Linked DNA regions of Sus scrofa: region 2 is linked to region 1. The links are chromatin contacts, called in public Hi-C maps. All regions are on one chromosome and are shown on one strand. The core of a region is the stretch at or near the end of the contact, and the rest is flanking DNA. Distances in the headings are between cores, read along the strand shown. Region 1 overlaps LOC106509624 (a long non-coding RNA gene). Region 2 overlaps RNF216 (E3 ubiquitin-protein ligase RNF216).

Evidence for each region. Hi-C and Micro-C count contacts between places; a contact is called where the count stands out from the background.
Region 2: a contact with region 1 is called in a Hi-C map of liver, with 2.7 times the contacts expected there. A contact is called at or near these places in 2 of 5 promoter capture datasets (fetal skeletal muscle and liver), 18 of 47 Hi-C or Micro-C datasets (alveolar macrophages, blood, embryonic fibroblasts and 9 more) and 2 of 2 datasets of targeted methods (alveolar macrophages and skeletal muscle).

What each region holds. Positions count from the first base shown.
Region 1 is chr3:4,118,923-4,123,319 of Sscrofa11.1, forward strand. It overlaps LOC106509624 (a long non-coding RNA gene), which reads left to right. Exons shown (of 4, transcript XR_002342207.1): 2 at 1,386-2,547; 3 at 3,517-3,554. Among named protein-coding and RNA genes, the nearest start is that of FSCN1, 13 kb to the right of the region's middle.
Region 2 is chr3:4,214,411-4,219,060 of Sscrofa11.1, forward strand. The region is part of intron 13 of RNF216 (E3 ubiquitin-protein ligase RNF216); the gene reads right to left. Among named protein-coding and RNA genes, the nearest start is that of FSCN1, 83 kb to the left of the region's middle.

The sequences.
Region 1 (4,397 bases), core at 74-2,573:
CCACCTGCTCCTTGGCCATCCGTACGTCTTCTTCGGATCATCCAACACGACAGGATGTCCCAGCCCTGGAATCAGTTAGCTCTCTGCTGTGCCCTGAGTGGGGAATGGAGATGTGTGGCAGGAGGTGTGGCTGTCCCCACAGCCTCTCAGGGGACAGAGCCAGGAAATGTGGTGTTTACACACATACTGTATTTACATCACCTATGCTAATGCCAACTTTTTTTTTTTTCTTTTTTTTGTCTTTTGTTGTTGTTGTTGTTGCTATTTCTTGGGCCGCTCCCGCGGCATATGGAGGTTCCCAGGCTAGGGGTCCAATCGGAGCTGTAGCCACCAGCCTATGCCAGAGCCACGGCAACGTGGGATCTGCAACCTACACCACAGCTCACGGCAACGCCGGATCCTTAACCCACTGAGCAAGGCCAGGGACCGAACCCGCAACCTCATGGTTCCTAGTCGGATTCGTTAACCCCTGCGCCACGACGGGAACTCCCAACTTTTTTTTTTTTTTTTCTTTTTAGGGCCACACCTGCAGCATGTGGAGGTTCCCAGGCTAGGGGTCAAATTGGAGGAGCTGTAGCCATTGGCCTACACCTCGGTCACAGCAGCGCAGGATCCAGGCCTCATCTGAGACCAACCTACGTTAACCCACTGAGCGAGGCCAGGGATCGAACCCGCATCCTCGTGGATTCTAGTTGGATTCATTTCCGCTGCGCCACAACGTAAACTCCCAACTCCAGTATCTTTATAAACTGCAAAGTCCTGGAGTTCCCTGGTGGCTCAGCAGGCTAGGGATCTGGTGTTGTAGTGACTGGCGTGGGTCGAAGCTGTGGTGCGGGTTCAGTACCTGGACGGGGAGCTTCCGCATGTTGAGGGTGTGGCCAAGAGAAAGATAAAGCAAAGCAGACTCTTGAATTGACACCCATAGGTCGCAGGGTCACTCCAGGTTGCTCCCTTCCTTGTTTAGGCCTCTCTTTTCTGCCCCGAACACCTGGCTGCCCTTAAAGTGTCTGCTTATTGTCTCGGTCCCCTGCGTGTACTTACCTTGCGTGGCCTCTGTCATCCCCTCGCCCTGTCACTTCCTCTGGTCCTGCTCGGGCCCCCCTGCCTCCCCCCGCCCCCAGCCCGCACAGCCCGCACAGCCCCACTGTGACTCCTAAGCCGGCCGCCGGCTCGGGCACAACCTCTCTGGGAGACCCTCCCTGCTGCGCCTGGAAGCCCACCTAGCTCAGTGGCTTTAGGACTCCATTGTTCCAGAAGGGAAATGAAAGCAGGGTCCAGGGGGAGAGGAAGGAAGCGCAGACGTCTCTGCTTCTTGCTTTATCTTGGAAACTCGTGGCTAAGTCAGCACTTTTGTCAAGGAGCCTGCTTCCTTTCCATTTTAACAGGATGCAGAGTTCTCCCTGCTCGGCTTCAGGTGGACTTGCTGCCCTGGGAGGGGGCCTGGTGCTTCCAGAAGCCGGTCTGGGTCAGAGACAACGGGGAAGGCCTGGGGCAGGCTGGGGGGGGCGTGCTTGGTCAGGGGGGTGGGGATGGGGCAGTGGCCTCTCCTGTCCCCTTCCCTTCCATCCAAGACAATCGGCTGCCAGCTAGGGTGGGAGACGATGAAAGGCCGGGTGGGGTTGGTGGAATCATAGCTTCCAGGGCCTCTGGTCCCCCTCACCCTGTGCCTTCATGGAAGGGAGGCCTGAGAGCTGTCCCCGGTCACCGGGGCCCCTGCCCTGACGCCAGGGGTCAGCCTCTCAAGGTTAGGGTCTGTCTCCTTCCCTCCCTCCCTTCAGCTTTGCACGTAAAGGGCACCCAGCTGCAGGACCTGCCTGTGTCCTCCGAGGCGCTGTCGGCCTGCGGGCTTGTGGCGGGGCCTCCGGGTGAGGCTCGAGGAGTGGAGCTGGGCGGGATCGATCGCTTCGTTTGGATGGAAAAGAACCTAAAATTTCTCAATAAGGTTTCTATTGATTAGACGGTGGAATGACCATATTTGGGGCATGCTCATGGGTTAAATTCACTTGTTTGTTTTTCCTTTTTTGGGGGGCCGCATTCGAGAGACTTGGAAGGTCCCTGGGCCAGGGATTGAATCAGAGCCGCATGGGCGACCTACGCCACAGCTGAGGTAACACGGGACCCTTAACCCACTGCAGCACAGCGGGAACTCCCTGCTGCACGTCTCTGAGCCACACTGTCTTCCTTGAGGAGGCGCTGCTGAGGGTGACGGAGACCCCCCTACTGGAGGTGCCACTGAGGTGTGGCAGGGAGGGGGCATCCATCCGTCTGTCCCCAGGCCTCGGACCCTGGTGCCTGAGAGACACGGATGCTGCAAGACTCCATCTCCAGCACCACCACTGCTGCGCTCAGACCCTGGGGCTCTGTCAGGAGTCTGCCCTGCACGGCTTTTATCAAAACATCCAAAACTAGGCCAGAGACAAGGCCAGGGAACCTGCAGCCCTCGGGCCACTCCAGGCCGCCTACCAGGTTCCGGCAGAGCTGCCGGGCGGGAAGTGGACCCCGCGGGCACTTTCGAGCCTCTGCACCCCAGCGTCCCTTCTGCTGCCGGTATGGTGGGGTCTGAGGACAGTGGGAGGCAGAAGGGGCTGGGGCTGGGGGTGGCCTTGATCTGGGCTGGCCCTGCTCAGGCTGGCCCTCCCAGCCCCCCGCCGGTATCAGAGTTCTTCCCCCGGAAACAGAAACTGCTTTCTGAGCACATCCTCTGGGCCTGGCTCTGGCCTCCTGACCCTCAGGATGGGGGCTCCCAGGCAGCCCCCCAGCGGGCTGACTCATCCTCCTAGGCGCTGCGCCTCCTCCTCCATCTCAGCCCCGGGCTTGCCCCTCCGACCCGCCTTCCCCCAGGCGGCAGTGTCCCCAGGAGCGCATCACACTCCCCTTTGAACCTTCCCCGGCTTCCCTGAGCACATCCTGCAGCACCAGCCTCCCCCAGGGCTTGTCCCTCCCCTGCGCCCCAGATCAACCCCCGGCTGGTCCCTGAACCCTTCCTCCCCTGCTGGCTCCTGTGGACACACACCTTTTTTCTTCCTTTCTTCTTTTATTTTTGGCCGCGCTGCGGCATCCGGAAGTTCCTGGGCCAGGGATCCAATCCGCAGCTTAACCCACTGCGCCACAGCGGCAACTAGACACCTATCTTTTTCAAAACATTTCCCCACACCCTGTGAGGAGGGCAGTGTTGTACCCATTTCACAGAGGACTGTGGAGGCTGGAGAGAGACGGGAGTTGGAGGATGAGCAAATGCTTGCCCCCTGGTGGCCCCACTGCCCCACTCAGAGACTGTTGTCTCCTCCGTGCACCGACCTGTTTCCCCTCGCCTTTGCTGAAAATCAAATGACAGGAAAGGAGTTCCCTGGTGGCCTGGCAGTTAAGGGCTTGGGTTCCTGCTGGGGTGTGGGTTTGATCCCTGGCCTGGGAAATTCTGTAGGCCTCTGGTGTGGCCAAAAAAGAAAAGAAAGCCTGGATAAGTGACTCTGGGCTCAGTATTCTGTTCCATTGATCCGTGTGTTGGTCCTATTCCAGTGCTGTGGCCTCAGGGACAGTCACAAAGCCGGGCAGCAGTAAGTTCTCTGACTTCGTTCTGTTGTTCCTCCCTCCCCAGCCCCTGGCCACCACCCTCTGCTTTCTGTCTTTCTGAGTGTGACTCCTCCAGGGACCTCATCATATAAGCAGAATCCTACAGTCTGTGTCCTTTGGTGACGGGCTCATTTCACTGAGCATAATGTCACAAGGTCTATCCAGAGTGTTGCAGGTGTCAGGATTTCTATACCCTTTTTTTTTTTTTCGGCTGCACCTGGGGCACATGGAAATTCCTGGGCCAGGGGTGGAACCCGAGCCACAGAAGCCACCCAAGCCACTGCAGTGGCAACACCAGATCCTTAACCCACTGCAGTGGCTCAGTGGGAACTCTGACTTCATTCCTTTTTTTTTTGTCTTTTTGTCCTTTTGCCATTTCTTGGGCCACTCCCGTGGCATATAGAGGTTCTCAGGCTAGGGGTCGAATCAGAGCTGTAGCCGCTGGCCTACACCAGAGCCACAGAAACTTGGGATCCGAGCTGTGTCTGCACCCTACACCACAGCTCACGGCAACGCCGGATCCTTAACCCACTGAGCAAGGCCAGGGATCGAACCTGCAACCTCATGGTTCCTAGTTGGATTCATTAACCACTGAGTCACGATGGGAACTTCCTTCCTTTTTAAGGCTGAATAATATTCCATTGTATGGATGTACCACATTGTGACTCTTTACCCATCTGGCAATGGACGCTTGGGTTCCCTCCCCCTTTTGGTTTCTGTGAATAAACGCTACGGGAATGTGAGGGTGCAAATATCTGTTGAGGTCCCTGCTTTCAGTTCTTTGGGGGCATACACATGGAAGCTGAACTGCTAGACCATATGGTCAT
Region 2 (4,650 bases), core at 1,816-4,315, 97 kb after region 1:
AACACGGTGCCGCGAGAAGAAGCCGTGCAGGAGAGGAGCCTGGTGGCGCTGACTAGAGCCAGGGCCAGATGTGTAAGGGCTCCTAAGGGGCTGCCAGAGGGTTTGAAACAGGGAGACAACACGGCCAAGTGTTCTCTGGAAGATCACCCCAGTGCAGGCCTGGAGTGCGAACCCCGAAGTGGGAGCCTTGTGAGGAGGCCGGGGCGGTGATTCAGGGGAGCAGCACAGGGTGGAGGGCAGAGTTCTGCGAAGAGAACTTGGTGACAGGCCGCAAGGGGAGGTGGGTAAGTGGAGGCGGAGAGGGTGCAGAGAGCAGAGAGGGTAGAGGTCTGGGATGGGAGGGGAGAAGCCAAAGCCGTCCCCCCCCCCCCCCTTTTTTTTTTAATTTTTAGGGCCGCTCCGGCTGCATATGGAAGTTCCCAGGCTAGGAGTTGAATTGGAGCCGTAGCTGCTGGCCCACACCACAGACACAGTAACATGGAATCCAAGTCGCACCTGCGACCTACACCACAGCTCACAGCAATGCGGGATCCTTAACCCTTGCAGCGAGGCCAGGGATCGAACCCACGTCCTCCTGGATATTGGTCGGGTTTGTTACCCCTGAGCCTTGATGGGAACTCCCCCAAGGCCCTTCTGGGCTTGAGTTTCTCTCTCTAGATTCTACTGCTTGACCTCTGGGGAATCCCTCGGTCAGAAAATCTGTGGGAGTGCTGAGAATTCCTGGGCCTTAGCCCAAGAAGCTGCAATGTATAGGTCTGTTCTGTCTTAACAGGAGACATGGGTGATACCTATCAGCCTCTCCACGCAGATGTGGTGGGCGGGGCATGCACGCACAGAGTGGGTTTCCACTCCGTTCCATCTGGACTCCCCGCAACCGGTTTAGTGAACAATCTGAGGCTGAGACAGATGTACTCTCTCCAAGACCTAAGCCCACCTGTGGCAGTACTGTACCAGCCCTACCTGGACGGGGGAGGTTGGTCAAATAGTCAGTGCTTGCTGAAGTTCTTTTGCGGAGCCCCAGAGTAGAAAACAGGGCCTCTGCCTGCCAGCCTGCCCACTATCCACTACCCGCCTGACTATATATGGTAACTACTGTGAAAAGGACCTACAGAGCAGTGGAGGGAAGAGGGCCGTGTGGAGGTGGCAGGATGGGCGGTGCAGAGGTTGGCCCAGGGAAGGCAGGCATCTGCATGAACACAGGCAGGCATCTGCATGAACACAGGCAGGCGGCGGGGAACCTGGCACGCTTGTGAGACATCAGGAAGAAGGGGTCAGACTTCCTTCTTTTGAAAGAGTGTCAGAAGCCTGGGCTCTAGAAGCCACTGCAGGTTCTAATCGGGTAAGGGGAACGAACAGCAAGACTGACAACATAAAGGGAGTCAGGGGACTGAGTGCAGGAGGCCAAGGCTACAGTTCAGAGTGAAGGCCTGGACCGGGTGACATCGGAAGATAAGAGATTCTTTTCTTTCTTTCCCCCTTTTGCTGCACCCAAGACATGCAAGTTCCCAGGCCAGGGATGGAATCTGAGTCACAGGTGCAGCAACACGGGACCCTTAACATGCTACACCACAGCAGGACCTCTCTAAGGGAAGAGAGTCTGAAGACATTCTTCCATACGGCTGGATTTAGAGAAAGAAACCCAAACAATCCTAGGTCATCACAGGTTAGGAGAAAAATCTGCCAGCCAAGGAATCCTTGGGAAGATGTTCCATGAAATGCTGATGCTCACCTGCAGGAGCACAAAGAAGGGAGCCTTTAAAGCGATGTGGTTACTACAAAGCAAAACGGTTAATGTTTGAGTACGTCAGCGTCGTACGTAGCTATGAAGAGCAGAACTCCCATGGTTTAATTGAAAGGTTAAAATGTGATTAAAAATAACAGTACTTAAAGAAGTCTCCGCTCTGGAACACGGAGATAAGGCACAAGGCACCACTTACGAAGTACTTGTTATGTGCTCGTTACAGTCCTGGGTGCTTCTCCCCACCAGCTCATCAATTCCATACCCCCTGCGAAGGCACAGGGGTGGGTCACAGACAAGAATGGGAGGCTTCCGCAGGGCTAAGGACTTTTCTGGGCTGTTTCTCCATGGACGAAGGAGAGAGGTGGGGGCCACACGGATTGCAAAGCTCACAGCACCACCTCTCCCTGAAAGAAATTCCATTCTCCCCAGCTTCAGACCTTAAAGATTTATGCAAACTTTAACACAAAACAAAGCTGATAGTAAGATGTTGACAGCAGGTCAAAAAATGAGTATGATTCTGAAACAAGACAAGCCCTGTCAGAACTGCCGCTGGAGGATCTCCCAGCAGCTCTTGCGGCAGAGCCAGTGAGCTGCTTCCCTGCAGCCACTGTCTACACAGCACAGCTGTATGGAACACAACTGCGCGGTCTGCTCCAGACCTGCTGCTCCTGCCTGCCTTCCGCAGCTTCAACGATGCTGGCTCTTGGAACACAAACAGCGCCACGGCTACCCTGAGAGGACACAGAAGGGGAGAGGTACACAACTGGAAAGAGTAGTCTTGAGCTAAGCCTGTTTTCTTATGGAAAAGTGGCACTTCAGGCCTAACAACTGGGAAAAAAATAAAGGACTCGCAAACAGTATGATATGAGAATCATGACACAGAGCAAAGCCACGGGCCTTCCTTGGGCCTCAGGATCAAAGTACTTCCCCTCCAGCCATTCCCCCTGCTATTATTTCAAGGCTGACCTTGGGTCTGTGACCAGGTGTGATTCAGCTGGGGCGCCCCCAAACGGGGGCAGTGAATACCTGAATACCGGATATACTCCCTCCACGGCCCATGCTTCCAGTGGGTAGGGGTTATTTTTCTTAAAAACAAAGTAAAACAAAAGCAAACCAAACCAAACTAAACCAAACTGTGTTCAACGGCTTTTCTTTTTCTTTGTTTTTTTTGCTTTTGAGGGCTGTACTCTCCGCATATGGAGGTTCCCAGGCAAGGGGTTAAATCAGAGCTACAGCTGTTGGCCTATGTCACAGCCAGAGCCACGCAGGATCTGAGCTGGACCTGTGACCTACACGACAGCTGGCAGCAACGCCAGATCCTCAGCTGGCTAAATGAAGCCAGGGATCAGTGGTTACTAGCCAACCTCATGGTTACTAGTCGGATTGGTTTCTACTGTGCCACAACGGGAACTCCTAAATGACCTAACAAACCTAACTAGCACTCTAGTTTAAGTAAAATACCAACACACACACGAGTAGGGCCCGCCTGCCCCACAGTATTAGGGCGCTCTGGCATAACTTGTATGGTATGAGAAGCTGAAAATGATTTTACTTTGTATTGGTATTATTTCCAAACTCTCCAGGTGTTCACTTCAGGGCACACATGTGTTACTTAGAGACTGCTGAACACGCGCATCCACTGCATCGATCACAGAGTCAGCAGTTATTCCCCCCCTGAACACTAGGTGCTCTACTTACTGGATGTGCAGCAAGGCAATGAATGACTCCTACATGGGGTACATCTCACTGCTGTGATATAACCTTGCCATTTTCCCTAAGCTTTCCACTATAAAGGAGAAAAAAAAAAAAAAAAGTAATCTTGCAAGTGGGGGGGAGGAAAGGGAATGAAATATAAAATCCAGGTCTGAAGATAGTTTTTGGTAGATTACAACAACAGCAAGCACTCATCCACTTTTTTTTTTAGGCTGCATCCAAGGCATATGGAAGTTCCTGGGCCAGGGATTGAATCCGAGCTGCAGCTGTGGCAATACTGCATCCTCAACACACTGCGCTGGGCCGGGAATCAAGCCCACACCACCACAAACACAATGCCGGATCCCTAACCTGCTGTACCACAGAGGGAACTCCCCAATAAATATCAGAGCAAGGGGATACTGGAGTGTGGAGAAATCAGATAAACAGTTTCTTGCTCCTTTTCCAGTTCCTGCAGAGGCCAGTGGGCTCCTCTTTCGGGGGCTCCAATGGCACGTTACACAATCCTGTGCTCTACCCTCAAAGCGAGACTACAGGGTCACCTGATTCTGCAACTGGACTTCTGTAATTAACTGTAATTTCCACCTCCTACCTGGTTCCTGTCTTGATATCGAAGGTGCTGGAGTCTCCTCCTAGGTTCAGAGATGGGCACTCCAGTTCGGGCTTGTCTGACTGCACGCCCACTGAGCCAAAGAACAGCTGGCATGGTAACTGGGGGGAGGGGAACGACAGAATTGGGCCAGCATCCCTGAGAGGGCCTGACTGGAGGCTTATTTGTGAGGCTCTGGAGCCCCCTGCTGGTTGCCTGCTGTAACTGTTAGTTCCTCACTAAACCAATGAGAAAATCACCCCCACAAACCTTTCCATCTCACCGCCATCTACAAGGCTTTCGGTTTATTTAAAACATCACGTGCACAGAAATACGCAACATAGCTTTATGCTGTCTGAACTCTGGCAATGTAAACATTCTGTCCACATTTCATAAACAGGGTCTACAGTACATTACGGCTTGTGCCCAGTCTCAGGAAGGAAACTGACACGGTCAAGAACCAGCCTGAGATATCCTCTGACCAGCATCACAGCCTCACCAAGTACATGGAGTGAACCCCCTTCTACAGATGAGCACAGGGAGAGTCAGATTAATGCAGCCTGGCTCCCACATCACATGGTCCAGAGGGTGGCTCTGGGCAGGTCTG